2 separate regions of the Mus musculus genome follow, and region 2 is linked to region 1. A link is a contact called in public HiChIP or PLAC-seq data. All regions are on one chromosome and are shown on one strand. Each heading gives the region's core, a stretch centred on a gene start, on an enhancer-like site or on the middle of the called end of the contact. The rest is flanking DNA. Distances are from core to core; before and after follow the strand shown.

Region 1 (2,867 bases), core at 318-2,817:
AATCACAAGTCTCCTGCACAAATAATCACAAGTGCCTCGTTATCCAGATCATCCTTTTAAGCTACCAGCAATTGGGACATGAAAGGTTTCATTCTTTGTTAGAGGCCAGAGGAATGGGAAGTCTTTCCAGAATAGATGTGCATACTTTCCGAGACAGGAGCTGAGTGGGAAGTGGTGGGGGTGGGTGATGATATACTAAAGTATGCTCAGTGGGACTGTTCAAAGACTATCCTGAGTACTGTGGACAGGGAAAACTGCCCATGGCAAATGTTTATAACAAACCTGGGAAAAAGGAAACTTGATCCCAGCCTGAGAACCTGAGGGTCAGTTGGGTCCCAAATCACCAGTAGTGTGCCCATAATTAATAATTTATCAGAAAACACCCAACAGTAGTGTGTGGGTCATACTGCAGTACACTACCAGACTTTAAGTAAGAGTACCAAAGTAAAAAGGTTGAACTGTTCTAATATTAAGCTGTTCTTTTTTTTTTTTTTAAGAAACAAAAAAAGATGTGATAGACGACATTTTTGATAGTTTTTTTTCCTGGTGCAAAGTCCAGAAGGATTCAAGACGGAGGAGAGGGCCAAAGAACAACAGGTTAGTAAAAAGTCCCAGGTGAGATAATGACCTGACTCAAGACAGGTCGGTTATAAGCACTTTCTCTGGGGCCAGGTTTCCCGAGCCCCTCCAAAGAGCAACCTTTTATAGAAGTGAATTGGTTGCTTTAAAAATCTCCTGGCAGCTGATACATTTAAAAGGGTTTATAACCTCAGGCTACCCATCCCCACAACAGCGATTTTCTTGATCAAAGAAATGCTCTGCTGTTTCACGCTGAATCCTTTCCGTTTTCTGGGCTGCTTACCAGCCAACCAACTCTATACAAAGAGCTCTAAGCCGAAATTCCTGGCCCGGGACTCGACAGGCGTCCCCACGTAGCTGCTACATGACCTGGGGACAGCCGCTGGCTCTGCGAGGACTCAGACAAAGACAGCGGACCCGACTCACAGGGGAGTATCCCATTTCGGGCCTGGCGTCCCGACAGACTCAGCCCTGAGAACAGAGCGACCCGCAGGCTCACGCCGCGGCGACCCGCGTAACCCTGGCACCGTGCCAGCGGACCGGAGGCCCCCCGGGACCTCCGGTCGGCACCGTCCTGGCCTCTGCTGGGCCCTGGAAGGACCTCACCAAGAGCTCCGAGGCCGCAGGGCCCGGGCGACCCCTCGGCCGGCTCCCGCGCCCGCCTGGTCCCCACGCGCCGCACAGAGGCCTCCCCTGTCCGGTCTCCCCGCCAGCTCACCCAGAAGATGAGGTTGAGGAAGACCAGCACGGTCTTAGAGGAGGTGATGCCGCATTGGCCCATGGTGCCGGCGGCCGGCGGAGGCCCGGCTGGGCGAGCGGAGCGGCGCTCACCGAGCGAGAAGGCAATGGCGCCGGCGGCTCTGCTGAGAACTGCTGGGCCCGAGCCGCGTTCCCGCAGACCCCCGCGCCGCCCCAGCAAGCACCTCGCAGCTGCGTGCAGCCCGCCGCAGGCCCCCTAGGCCGTTCCCAGGCAACTAAGTCCCGCGTCTGCGGCCGCTTCTGCCAATCAGCGCCGCGGAGAACGAGGTGGCCTCGCCTCTTAAAGGAGCCGACGCCTCCGCGCCTTTTCTTCTGGCCTCTGACCGTCCTTGAGTGTAGAATCCTCTTCTGGGGAATTTCTAGTGGGACAAACACGTTCCCCGTCTTATTGAGTTACTTTTACAAGACCAAATGACTGGAAGACCACAGAATTCTGTTCTGTTAACTACTCTTCCCTAGAAAGACCCACCTCACATGAGGATTTTCGTGACTGCATGATACCTAAGCAGCACCCCATATAAGTTGGGAAGAAATACGGTGGACATCAACACACGATTATGAAGAATTTAGTATGCCAGAAGCTCTGCTAGCTCTGATAAAAAAAAATCATCAGGAAAGGAGAAAACACTGGCGCACTAGCAAAGCAGAGATGGTTGGGCAAGGCAGCCACCCTTTCAGCTCTATTCTTTGGACTGAGATTTGCAATTACAGATACATCTTCATACATGTTGACATGTGCGCTCTTTCCTGTAATCTTAAATGAATGGTAGCAATTAGCACCTTAAAAATAAAAACGGAGTGTGTGTCTGTGTGTGTGTGTCTGTGTGAGCATGTGCGTGTGCACCCACAAACATCCCACAGCACAGAAGTAAAGGTCAGAAGACAACTTTGGGAGTCAGTTCTTTACTTCCACCCTGTGGGTCCCAGGTCATCAGCTTTGGTGGCAATGTGACCTCCGCTCTGCTGGCTGCATGCATATTAGCTTCTTTTAACTATTAGTTCATTCATGCCACTACCCCTCCCCCAGCTTCAGATGACTGTCAGACTAATTTTACTGGTAGGGTAATTAAGGGTTAGAAAGGATGCCAAACTTGCCTGCAGCCACACATAGAAGAGTGATCTAATGCAGAAGCCACCTCAGCCACACACAGTACTTCTGCCACTGTCCTGCACTCTCCCTTACTCGGGACCTCTTTACCTGTCCTCAAACATCTCTTTTTCCTGTAGCCTCCCTGGTTCATCATCTTCCCTGGGCATTCACAGAAATACCCAAGCACCTCAGCATCCTATTCATCTGTATCAAGCAATGTCCATGTTATCAAAGACCCACTCATGTTCCCAAGACCTCACTCTGCACCTATTCTAGGTGATGGCATTCCACCATGAGGAAGAAGACAATGCTTGCCCATGTGGGGTTTTCATTCCAGTAGAAGAGGGTAGATATACCATGAGCAAAGAGGCAAGCAGACATGAGACGCGATGGTTGGGTCAGACCTAGAACACTGTACTGAGTGACAGGTGCAGCTAAA
Region 2 (2,700 bases), core at 40-2,539, 100 kb after region 1:
AAAAAGGGCAAATAAAAGCTACATTCAAGGTAACGATGAGGCGGACGCCAGAAGAGCAGACAGCTATTTCCTATGCTGCTCAGGGGTACTGGGAAATGAGGGCCTATGTGTCCCAGTACACTTGGCAGAACAAGCGTAGGCTGGCCTCTCTGTGTTCTGGTGTAGCAGTGAGGATGGAATTCAGACTGGTGGGCTGGACAGCAAAGTGGCAGGACACTGGCAGATGACTCTTTGGAAAAGATTTGGGTAGGAAGAGTTAGATTCAAAAAGGACTTCTTGATTTTAATATAGGAGAAAGTAGATAATGTTGTATGGTGATAGTGGGGGGAAGACAGAGAAGAATAAGAGAGGCAGAAAAGGCAGGGAAAGAGAGCACAATTCAAATCTGAGAATGTTAAAACTGACGAAGCTCTCATTTTGTTTCTGTTGTTTGATGAACCAGGGGTTCTGAAGACCAGAAAAGAAAGTAATTCTCCTACATTTACAGTAAATGTGAGACCAGAACTGAGACTAGGGCTATACTATGTATGTTTCGTCTACAAAATGTATTTATTTGATGTATGTGTTTATGTCTGCGGAGGTCAGAGGATAACCTGCAGAAGTCAGTTTTTCTTCTCACCCATGCAGGTTCCAGTGACTGTATCAAGTTGTTAGGCTTAGCATAAGCAAATTTACCTGCTTAGCCATTTGCTGGGCCTAGCATATGTTTAAAATTGCTAATTTACTTTTGTTAGCCTTGCCCCTTTTTTGTAGTATAGTCTTCTTGAAGAAATAAAAAACCCCAATGCAAACATGGAATACAATGAATGCAGAAAAATTGTGTAAACCTATTATTCAGAATTAATTTCTACTAGCAACTTGAGGCATTTCCTTCGAGTCAGCAAGTTTTCTTTTTTAAAAACCACATCCTGTATACTAAGCATCATATGACACTGAACAGAAAAGAGGAAGACATCCTGCCTAATAGCTTGTTAACCAAGCTGACCTATTCCTCGTAAGGTACTACAGGTTTTCTTTGTAAGTAGTATGTGCTTTATTTTTCTCCAAGATTAATAAATATGAAAAATTATTTCCATCTGAGTATGTTAGTTAAACCAAATGATGGCTTTTGAATTGATCAGCAACAACCACATTAACAAAACTGCCAAATGAGGTTCATCAAGACCAGTTAACTCACGTCATCGCTAGAAGCCAGTTTTAGTGTGGCCGTTCCTTTGAAAGGCCTGTGCACATCTGTATCTATGCTGCTTGGAACCCGGAGATGAAAGGAGCACACACCTCCAGTAAGCACCAGATGGAGCTGCTGTCTAAGCCACAAAACCTGGACTTTGATGCCTTCCGCTTTAAACACTAATTATGTTTGGAGACAAAGATGTTCAGTTAAAGATGCTGTCAAAACTATTTTAACTTAATGCAGGCCCTTAGAGAAGGAAGCTATACCCAATGCAGGTCTATCCGAGGCCGGGTCTTCTGGCTTTCCTGCCTTTGCAGAATCACTTAAGGGCAATTGATAATACCTACAGCTTTCCCTTCTCGTGCCCTCTCGTTGACAGCACTGTCCAAACAGGAAACTTGAGTCACCGAACTTAAGTTGAGACATTAAGAAATAAAAGTGTCTCCTGCAGCATGTGCATACAGACACAGCGACCTGCTCTGACACGCTCTACGAATTTGCCAGAGCAGGTCTGATAAGGAGTATCAAAATGTAATGCTTGGTTTTTTTTTTTAAAGCTCATTTGCTTATATATTCTTTATAATCTTTTATTTAAAATTTTTCATAATTTTGATCATGTTTTCCCTTTCCCCAAATTCACCCCAGACCCCTACCTACCCAACCTGATATTTTCTCCCACTCCCCCTTTCCAAAAACAAAACAAAAATGAAAATCAAATAAAACACAAAAAACTAATAAGACAAAACAAACTCTAAATAGCACCCCCTTAAAAACTCCAAGTCCCATGGAGCCTGTTTTACACTGACTTCCTTGGAGTGTGGTTGATACATCCCAAAACACTCTGCTGGAGAAAACTGATTTCCCTTTCCTAGCCAGTATCAACTGCAAATAGCATCTTAGTTAGGGGTGAGACTTGCGTCCACTTCCTGTCATCGCTGGGATGACTCAAAGGAAACAGTGTCCAGACACAGCAGGACTGATACACATTTGAACTTACAGAGACCAGCACATGAGACCAGCGCAGGCTCAAACCAAACCACATTCTTAGAACCCTAAAGCAAATCCTACAGATGAAATGGTTGATGGGAAATTTTAATGGCTGAAGCTGCCTCCAGAAGCTAGCCAGGATTTACCCCATGATCTAAAATTCTATTTCATAACTTCCAGGATGAAACCCCTCGAGCTATAGATAGAGCTATTCTAGAGTAGCTGATTTCATCTTGAGTCATGAAGGCCTTCTGAGAACCTACTGCTGCTCTTTGCTCTCTGCTGCTCAACAATGGCTATAATTAGTGTGCTTCTTGCCCAACTGTTTCAAGTAGATTTGACACAAAACAACCAATTCTCCCTGGATTTCAATCTTGGACTAAACTGTCAGCATCTGCGCTTGCTAAGAGGGATGCAGTTCCTGTCCTTAAAGAGGGACTGGGTAGGGGGTCTATTAAACTCCTCACACAGTACTCCTTAAAGGTAACCAAAGGAAAGCCCGACCATCATAAAGGAGTATGGGAATAGACTGCTAAGGT

Evidence for each region. HiChIP or PLAC-seq counts read pairs in DNA pulled down with a chosen protein or histone mark.
Region 2: a contact with region 1 is called in an H3K27ac HiChIP or PLAC-seq map of microglia, with 6 times the contacts expected there. The contact joins the enhancer-like site here to the promoter of Tspan3 in region 1. A contact is called at or near these places in 6 of 39 promoter capture datasets (the 3T3-L1 cell line, 3T3-L1-derived adipocytes, the C10 cell line and 3 more) and 2 of 115 datasets of contacts at active chromatin or transcription factors (memory CD8 T cells and microglia).

The regions. Positions count from the first base shown.
Region 1 is chr9:56,159,503-56,162,369 of GRCm38.p6, forward strand. It overlaps Tspan3 (tetraspanin 3), which reads right to left and starts at 1,568. Exons shown (of 7, transcript NM_019793.3): 1 at 1,298-1,568. The coding sequence starts at 1,360.
Region 2 is chr9:56,263,567-56,266,266 of GRCm38.p6, forward strand. The region is part of intron 3 of Peak1 (pseudopodium-enriched atypical kinase 1); the gene reads right to left. The region is part of intron 4 of Peak1os (a long non-coding RNA gene); the gene reads left to right. Among named protein-coding and RNA genes, the nearest start is that of Peak1os, 24 kb to the left of the region's middle. Within about 2 kb of position 1,290, at least 153 of the 459 cell types and tissues checked have an H3K27ac peak or open chromatin away from gene starts, as enhancers often do. A contact at or near this core is called in the HPC-7 cell line, memory CD8 T cells, microglia and 1 more, where this site is marked.